Linked DNA regions of Macaca fascicularis: region 2 is linked to region 1. A link is a contact called in public Hi-C data. All regions are on one chromosome and are shown on one strand. The core of a region is the stretch at or near the end of the contact, and the rest is flanking DNA. Distances in the headings are between cores, read along the strand shown.

The links. Hi-C and Micro-C count contacts between places; a contact is called where the count stands out from the background.
Region 2: a Hi-C map of liver shows a contact between it and region 1, with 2.5 times the contacts expected there. The contact joins the promoter of NEK5 here to the enhancer-like site in region 1. A contact is called at or near these places in 2 of 2 Hi-C or Micro-C datasets (liver and skeletal muscle).

Annotation. Positions count from the first base shown.
Region 1 is chr17:30,976,400-30,980,562 of T2T-MFA8v1.1, reverse strand. TMEM272 (transmembrane protein 272) reads left to right here. Exons shown (of 6, transcript XR_010582601.1): 5 at 201-2,437; 6 at 3,254-3,933. Among named protein-coding and RNA genes, the nearest start is that of DHRS12, 16 kb to the right of the region's middle. Within about 2 kb of position 2,267, at least 2 of the 6 cell types and tissues checked have an H3K27ac peak or open chromatin away from gene starts, as enhancers often do. A contact at or near this core is called in liver, where this site is marked.
Region 2 is chr17:31,303,842-31,308,004 of T2T-MFA8v1.1, reverse strand. NEK5 (NIMA related kinase 5) reads left to right here and starts at 2,177. Exons shown (of 24, transcript XM_045377172.3): 1 at 2,177-2,231; 2 at 3,609-3,679; 3 at 3,770-3,908. The coding sequence starts at 3,792.

The sequences.
Region 1 (4,163 bases), core at 1,018-3,517:
GCCAGTTTTAATTCTCATTCTTCAAATTAAATTTTGCTGCTTGGTGGCATTTCTAACTCAGTGTGTGCACTTTTCATGACACCTTCCTCTCTCTCCTCTTTCTCTCTCCCCAACACCCCTGCCACCGCTACCTTCTATCCCCTCTCTTCCCCTCTACTTTGCTGCTCTGCCCTGCCACACGGCTCCCCACCACGCCCCAGGTGTCACTCCTGTTGTACGACTCCACCAGGATGAGGCGGCTGCTGTCCAAGGCCGTGGTGATCGATGATGATGACGATGACGAATACCCCTGGAGGCAGAATGCGCACAGATACTACATCCACCTCCTGCTGAGCCTCTTCCTCTTCCTCTGGTTCATCCTGGGAAACTACTGGGTCTTTTCTGTGTACCTGCCTGATTTTCTTCCCCCTTTCCAGCAGCCTCAGGACTACTGTGACAAAACCCTGTACCTCTTTGCAGTTGGAGTCCTGGCACTCAGTCACACGGTGCTGGGCTTGCTCCTGCTGTGCAGCGGCTGTGTCTACCTGTGCTCCAGGTGGAGACTTGCTGCTGATGAAGACTGACAGCTGCCTTGTCCAGCATACCATGTATGCATGTACGCACGCGCGCGCACGCACACACACACACACACACACAGAGGTTCAGGAGAAGGGCATAAAGGTAATAAAATCTTCCCTGAAGGTATTTAAAAAGCCACCCAAATGCACTGAATATGATAGTGGACTAAAGAAACTCTTGCCTTCCTAGACATGGGGAAATCACTTCTGCTCTTTTCAGAGTAGGAATTTTGTTCTCACAAGAGTTTTCAAAGTGATCATTGTTTTTGAGGGGATGAAGTGTGAGAGGCAAAGAATGGGAGACCTTTTCAAATCATAGTGCAGTTTCAATGACTGGTACAAGAACAAGGCTGGTTGTTGCTACTGCTGCTGTCATTCAGTCATGGTCACCTTGAAGTTATAGAAAGTGCACAGACTTTCAAACAAGATATATCTTAACTTCACTCACTATGATGACTTTTGTTATTAAAAGGAAAAAGATAGTCTTTTAGTGACTCTAGCTGCCTTTTGGGAAAGCGAAGGTGCAGTCTCTTCCAGCCATGTATCAGATGGGTTTGATGTGATGGGTGGAACATCCCAAGGTCAGCTGTAAAATCTGCCAATGTCAAAGCAGTCGCTTCCACCTAGGGGGCGGGCTGGCCTGCTAGCCAGGCATTGCGGAGTGCAGTGCCGTGTGCACCGTGTGCCGCTGCTGCAGGTTCTTTGCTTGGCCTTGAGTCTGTCTCTGCCCCTGGCTATTTGTGTACCTCTCTATGATCTGCGGCTGGCTGGGTGGCATAAACCAGTTTTGTATGTTTCTGGACAGGTTGCATGAGTTGGGTTGCCGTCAGTGTAGCTGTTTTTGGTTTCTGAGCTTAACTATCAAATAATAGCTCCTCAACCTAATGACCAGTTAGGCTTTGGAAGCCTTTTGTAAATTGAGATGTCTGGAAGTCCAGGATGACACCAAACAGTGACCACTAACCTTCCCTCTGGCTGTTGCTGTCGAGAGATGAAGTCCAGGTCTGTTGTCAGTGCTTGCTGGGGAGCCTCTTTATGAGCAAAGTCCCACGCTTTAGAATTTTGTATGAAGACGCTGTCATGAATGTTTCTAGGGCAATGCCCAGGGGTGTGTGGCACCTGCTTAACTGTGCTTCTCTCAGCCACATGCGTAGCCTTTCTGTATATTTACACACTGCTGAACTGTGTTTATTTTTAATTTTTTAATTTTTTCGTTCTTTCTCATCAAACCAATCCCTGAGTGGCCATGAATGGAGGTACCTCCCTTCATCAGAAGTGTCAGCTCAAACCAAGAGGCTCATTCTTCTCTGTGGCTTTAAGAGAAAGGCCCTGTGAATCCCATGGGGTCTTCCCATTTCAGTTTAGAAGCTCTCCCCGGGCAGTCACCATTGGTCCCCCTTTCCTCCCAGGTGAGAAGAAAGTGCTTGGTGTGCCATCTGCTGGACAAAGGAGGAACAGCCCTTTTTTTGCCCCTGTCTCTAAGGGCAGTTTCTGTTTTCATTTTCACTCCTGCCATGACAGAAGACCAGCGGGTGTGCAGTTTGCAGATCCCACCTCATCTATGATGCCCGATTCTATCCTCACTGTGTCCCATGTTTCCCTCTCTGTGTCTGGGGAGAGTCTGTGGGCTACGATACTGGGGTGGACAGGGGTTTCATGGGCTCCCCTCCCACCCTCCTTTCCCCAGTCTGTGACTCGTCAGCCACTCCCAGTCACTTAGCCAATGCTTGGACATCTGTGAGCAGCAAAGATCTGGGCCCAGGGACGCCTGCATGACTCCCACATGAAAGCCTCTGAGGCTTCTGTTGCGAGGGCCTTGGCGAAGGCGGAAAGAGCTGTGGACAACCATAAGCATGAGGATTTCTGTTAGCAGATGGCAGGTACTGGTTAGTGCTTTGGATACATCATTAGCTAGGTCTCAAAAGTTGGACATTCCCAGTTTCTGGTAGGCATGAGTATCACCAGAGTGTTGCAGAAATCCTTCCCAGAGGGAGTAGTGGATGGAGTGAGCTCATTCTCATATGCACACCCCCAGCCCACCCCCAGTTGCAATGGAGAATATTGGTCATAGGTCCTAAATAATTGCTAAAATCTGGACTATATTTTTGGCTTTCAGTTTCCTTGTCACCAAAGCAGTAAGGAAGAGGTGATGATCTCTTCCTATAAGTCACACATCTTCCCTGGTTTGAGGTTACAGTGAGCTATGATGGCGCCATTGCACTCTATTCTGGGTGACAAAATGAGACCCTATCTCTAAAAGACAAAATTACCCCCTTCTGGAGAAACAGGTTAGATCCAAAAGAAAATGTTCATGTGCGTTCATTCATAGAGAGGACACTGAGTGGTTCAGTGGGTGACATCTTCAGCGCAGCAGGCTTTGAATGATAACTGACTCAGACCTCCCTCAGGAGATGGTGAGATGGTTATGATAAGGCACATTTCAAGAAAGAGGCTCTGGGGCCAAGGCAAATGGTCTATAACCATGGTTCTTTGAAGTCTGGCTAATCCAGGGATGACATCCAGACTGTCTAGGAAGGGCTGAGCTGCGTGCCCTTTAAGTGACCACCTGTTAGTATAATTTCACTCAGCTGGAGGTGAGTGTAAGAAGTTCCTGGTTATAGAAGAAGTTAGAATCCTTGGCATGGCCTGAAGTAGGCATTCCACACTGATGTGAAATGTGCTGTGTATACCTGCAGAATGAAAATGCCCATCTAAGACTGGCCCAAGACCTGGGCAGCCTTCCTCCATGGGAACCCGGCAAGGCAATGGGAAGTGGACATGGGAGCACCTGAACCTTCCGGAGGCTATGAAACCTCAAGGGAACAAATTATGTGGCAGAGAGGGATGATCAGTTCTTCCCATCTGAGAAAAGACTGCAGCAAAGATCAACTCTATGTTGAGGTCATTTTATCTGCTACATCGGGCATCATGCTAAAAACCATTCTTTGCCTGAATTTGTATAAATGACAGTTGAAAGCAGTAAAAGTGGGACTGTTTCACGGAAGTCAGCCACACCAGTGGTTCTCAAACCTTGGTGAACCCTCAGAGCTACCCAAGGACTTGTTTGCAATGCAGAATCACAGCCCCCAGAGACTCTGACTCGTGGGGCCTGGCTGGTTCTGATTCAGTGACCGGAGAACCACATGTGTGCACTTGGGCCACACATACAGCCTGGACTGGCTTATGTCAGGCCCATCTTGGTTGTCACCATGAGGACAATATAATGTCGTTTCCAGTACTTCGTATTATTTCCTTCTCTTTTAGTATGAGAAGTGGCCAAGTGGTCAATAGCTTTCATTTTTGTGTAACTGAATCTTGTGCTTCATTTCCTTCTGGGCATTTTTCATTGTTGATGAAATAAACTTTGTTCAATTTGTTCCCTGGTGTCTTCCTTGAATACCCCGGGGGAAGAGAATCCTCCAGTCCTTGGGATGCTTCATTTGTTCTTTCTTCCAGTGGGATACCCGAGAGTAGACTGTGTCCACAGAAGCTGACAACCTGTTCTAGGCAAATTTTGCTCCATAAAACTCAAAACCCTCAGGTGAGCAGATGAATCTACAGTGGAGATTTGAGAAAAACGATCTAACACAAAATTCTTCTTAGTAA
Region 2 (4,163 bases), core at 928-3,427, 330 kb before region 1:
CATGGGTCCATACTGATGTCTCCAACTAACCCAATACTACAAGGTTCATTCTAGCCTTCTTCTCATGCTTTTCTATAACTTCTCTCCCTGACAATGAGAAAACTGGCTTACACCATCCACCACCTGCTTAGCTGTTCGATCCTAGTCTACTTGTAAAGCAGTTTCCAAATCATTAACCCATACCCCTGGGAGATACAAATTTACCAACTAAGGTACAGAGTTTATGTATCTTTCCTATTGTCTCATGGTTTCCAGTCAAATACCATTTCCCAAAATTATTTAGGTTAGCTCTTTGAAATTAGCTTACCACCCTCTTGAACATTTTTCAAGTTAAAGCAGGCATGGATCATTCTAACGATATTTCCAGATACTGAGCTTCCATATATACTGTATTCCATACTTCTTAGTCATCTTCAATCTTAGCATTGCCTCAGGGTATAAACATTTCCAAACCATCAAACAAAAAAACTTGAAATTATGTACAGTTACTGAGAGACTGGATAAGTATTGGATAATCCTTTTTAAAATCAGAATGGCTTATGGGGTTTTGCTTTTAATAAAATTTCAGAAGAGTAATGGAATTACCAGTTCATGATTATAAACCATTTTTGATGATAGATTACTATATGATTCTTGAGATACAACTAGACAAAAATTGAGGGACACTTTTAACAAAACTTTTCATTCTAATGTACTTATTTCTCAGCACTTACAGCCTTAAAAAAAAAATGGAAGAGACTCAGTGTTAAACTTCATTGTAGCAAGAAGTTAGCATTCATCTATGGATACAGGAACTGATGACGCATGGGGAGCCCATCCAGGTCTTAAGGAGATGAATTTTCAATACAATTTTATTTTTTTATATTTAATATAATTATCAGCATTGTGATATATTTTATTGTGATCAATTGTGTAGTACTAGTAATTTTAACAATCCAGAAAAAAAATTCTGTGAGCAGGAAATGTAAATTTCCATTTCTATACTTCTTTCAGCAGTATGACAGGATGATCAATAAGACTTTCAAGCATGAAAAAGATAGCTGGGATAAAATTCTATGAGGAAAGTAGAATGAAGATATGATTTAATAAAGCATGTCTAAGAATTCTAGGGAAGAAATGTGGGTGTGGTCACTGACACATGAAATTAAACAAAAACAAGTAGATCATATACTTGCTAATATTTTGAGGGAATTTCACTGCCAAAGAAACTAACATTGGCTGTTCCAACTCCTAAACAACTTTTGGACTCCTGTTATGGGCTGCATTCGCCCCTGCCCCGGTCACTCCCAATTCACATATTGAAATCTAACACCAGTAACTCACAATGAGACTGTATTCGGAGATAGAGACTTTAAAGATGCAATGAGATCAAAATGAGGCCTTTGGTTCAGTCCTAATCCAATTTGACTATAGTGCTTATAAGAAGAGGAAATTTTTTGTGGCAGGGACGGGGAGGGGATGGCGGAGAGATGATTTTAAGAAGGAAAAGTAGTGATGTAAACTTATGATTTTTTAAATAGCTTTTTTGTGGGCTTTTGCATGTGTGTGATGGACGATGGAGGGTACCATATCACTGTAGTGTTTAGATTCAATTGGATATATTTTACTTGCGTCACTATTTACAATTGCTGGAAAATACATTTTTTTCAACTACTTAAACGTTTTAGCTGCTTGATGTGCGAATCCAGAATGGGGCAGGGTGGGATAGGGAGGGGGCGTGCGTGCAGACGCTTGGGCAGCGCCGGTTGCGTTAGAAAGTCTTTGGCAGGCCGCCGCTGTGGCCCAAAGAGTAGGAAGCGGTTCCAGTCTCACGTCCACCTCTTGGCAATATTTGAGATCTTGTACAAGAAACACTCTTCCTGTCTTAGTTTAGCTTATTTGTAAAACTAGGAGACTACTGCCTTGCGGGGTTGTAAAGAAAAGAGAACGTTTGCGAAGCGTCTGGTGCACCGTAAGCAAGAGCGGGGAGCGCTACTGTAGAGTGCAACGCAAAGCAATCCCGACCCAAGGCAACGGGACGGTGTGGGGCTGGCTCTGTCGGGTCTCCAAACTCCCTGGCGCCTGACCCTGCCTCGCGGTGGACTGTGTGGACGGGTCCCCAGGCCATTCCAGCCTTGCGCCCCGCCCGCGTTTCCTTGCGCGGCTCCGCCCGGCCGCGGGGAGGCGCAGCGGCCCCGGGAACCCGGATCCTTCTGAGACGCTTAGTTGGCCCCGCGGAGCCGGCGGAGCAGGTATGCTGCAGAGGCCGCCCTTAGTCCTTGCCTGGAGCCGCCACAGGGCTTCAGGAACCGGGCAGGGTGGGGGAAAGGGATAGAGTCTCTGCCTGGGGCGGCGGGGGCGGCCCAGAAAAGGCCTAGCGTCCTGGGCGCGTCGGTCTCTATGGCAACGCTCCGCACGCTGAGCGCGGGTCGCGGTAAGCGTCTTGCCACCCACCCGCGGCCGCCTCCAGGGGCGGCCCTAGGCGAGAAGGAATTTTCCTAACTTGGGGGCTTCCACCCTCTGGTGCCACTTGGGCGGGCGGGTCGCGGGCCCTCAGTTCCCAGCTGGTCACCCCCGGCCCCTAGTCTGTATGCGTTTCTCTCAGAACCCGGTCCTCCGGTGTCTGCAGCCTCTCCTGGCTGCGGAGCTGGTTCCCAGCCCACTGCAATCTAATTGTACCCACTTCCTACCCTGACATGAAATTATTCGAAAACAACCCCCCGCTCACCCCATTAACAACAACAGCAACAACAGCAACAAAACTGTATTATGCCCTAACTGTAGCATAAAGAGGAAACAGAAGGAAAGCAATAAGTAAGAAAGTACATATTTCAATCTGAAAATGCTTGACACTACTACCCTTGGCAAAAGTAGAGAAGCGCCAGTAGCCGCGCCTGGGCAGTCGCCTGAACGTGACGGCAGCAAATGCAGATTGTTAGGTCTCCGGGACCAGGGGCAGCGTGGCCAGTGAAGGGCGTGATTTTCCCAAATGGTGAACAATTCTTGGTAAACCTCCAAACCAAACAAAGTGCAATCAAGCCTTGATTTACATGTAGTTGCATTCCTCGGGAAAAAAAAAAAAATCAGTGTTCATTAAAACTGCAAAAATACTTAGCATTTCGATGTAAAATAGAGTTTGATTCTAGCCACAGATAATTACAAACGGATTTTTCCGCACACATGAGTGTATAGGAAGACTCTACAAGATTGTAGGGCCGTAGGGTAATCCTTTATTGTGCGGGACTGTCTCTCGGATCGCAGAATCCTAGCATCTCAGGCCCCAACCACCTGTCAATCTCTTGCCTCTGAATCTCGGGGAAACAGCTTCCCCACCCCCATATATTTCCAAAATTCCCCCTAGGGGGCAGTACGTCCCCATTAAGAAAGGCTGGACTGTGAAAAGTACACAAGCCTAAGGACATTCCTGCTTTATAAAGGTGCCAAGCACTGGCTATATAGTATCCTTCATTCTCAGAACAAACTTGCAAAACAGATATTGTTATTCCATTTTAGAAATTAGGAAAGTGCAGTTTTGCCAGGTTAAGTGACTTACCCAGGAACACAGGGCAAAATTGTATCAAAGCTGAGCTACGACCCATGTCTGACCAAGAAACTCTGTCTCATTTCAGTTGTTATCTGTGGCCACAAGGAAAGTTATTTGTCTCTGTCTTGGCAAGGCTGGGAGGAAAGTTTTATCAAAGTGAGTTCTTTTACACTTTAGTCATCAATTTTCTGACTTTGTTAGTCTTTATGAGACATGTATGATAAATTTACATTACTCTAATTCCAGGAACCTCACCCCATTGGAGACCATGGATAAGTACGATGTGATTAAGGCCATTGGGCAAGGTGCCTTTGGGAAAGCATACTTAGCTAAAGGGAAATCAGATAGCAAGCACTGTGTCATAAAAGAGATCAATTTTGAAAAGGTAAAGTTAAGAAGTTCAAATATCTGTTAATTTTCAGTGGGATATTCAGCTGGCTTTTAATCCAACATAAAAAGGAAATTTTTATTTTTTATAATTACGAATTTTAAGCCATAATTGATTTTTGTTAATTCAACCTTCTAAGTCCGTTGTTCAAACACAACCAATGATCTTGTTTTTAAAAAGAGGCTGGACACAGTGGCTCACCCCTATAATCGCAGCACTTTTGACGGCCAAAGTGGAAGGATTGTGTGAAGC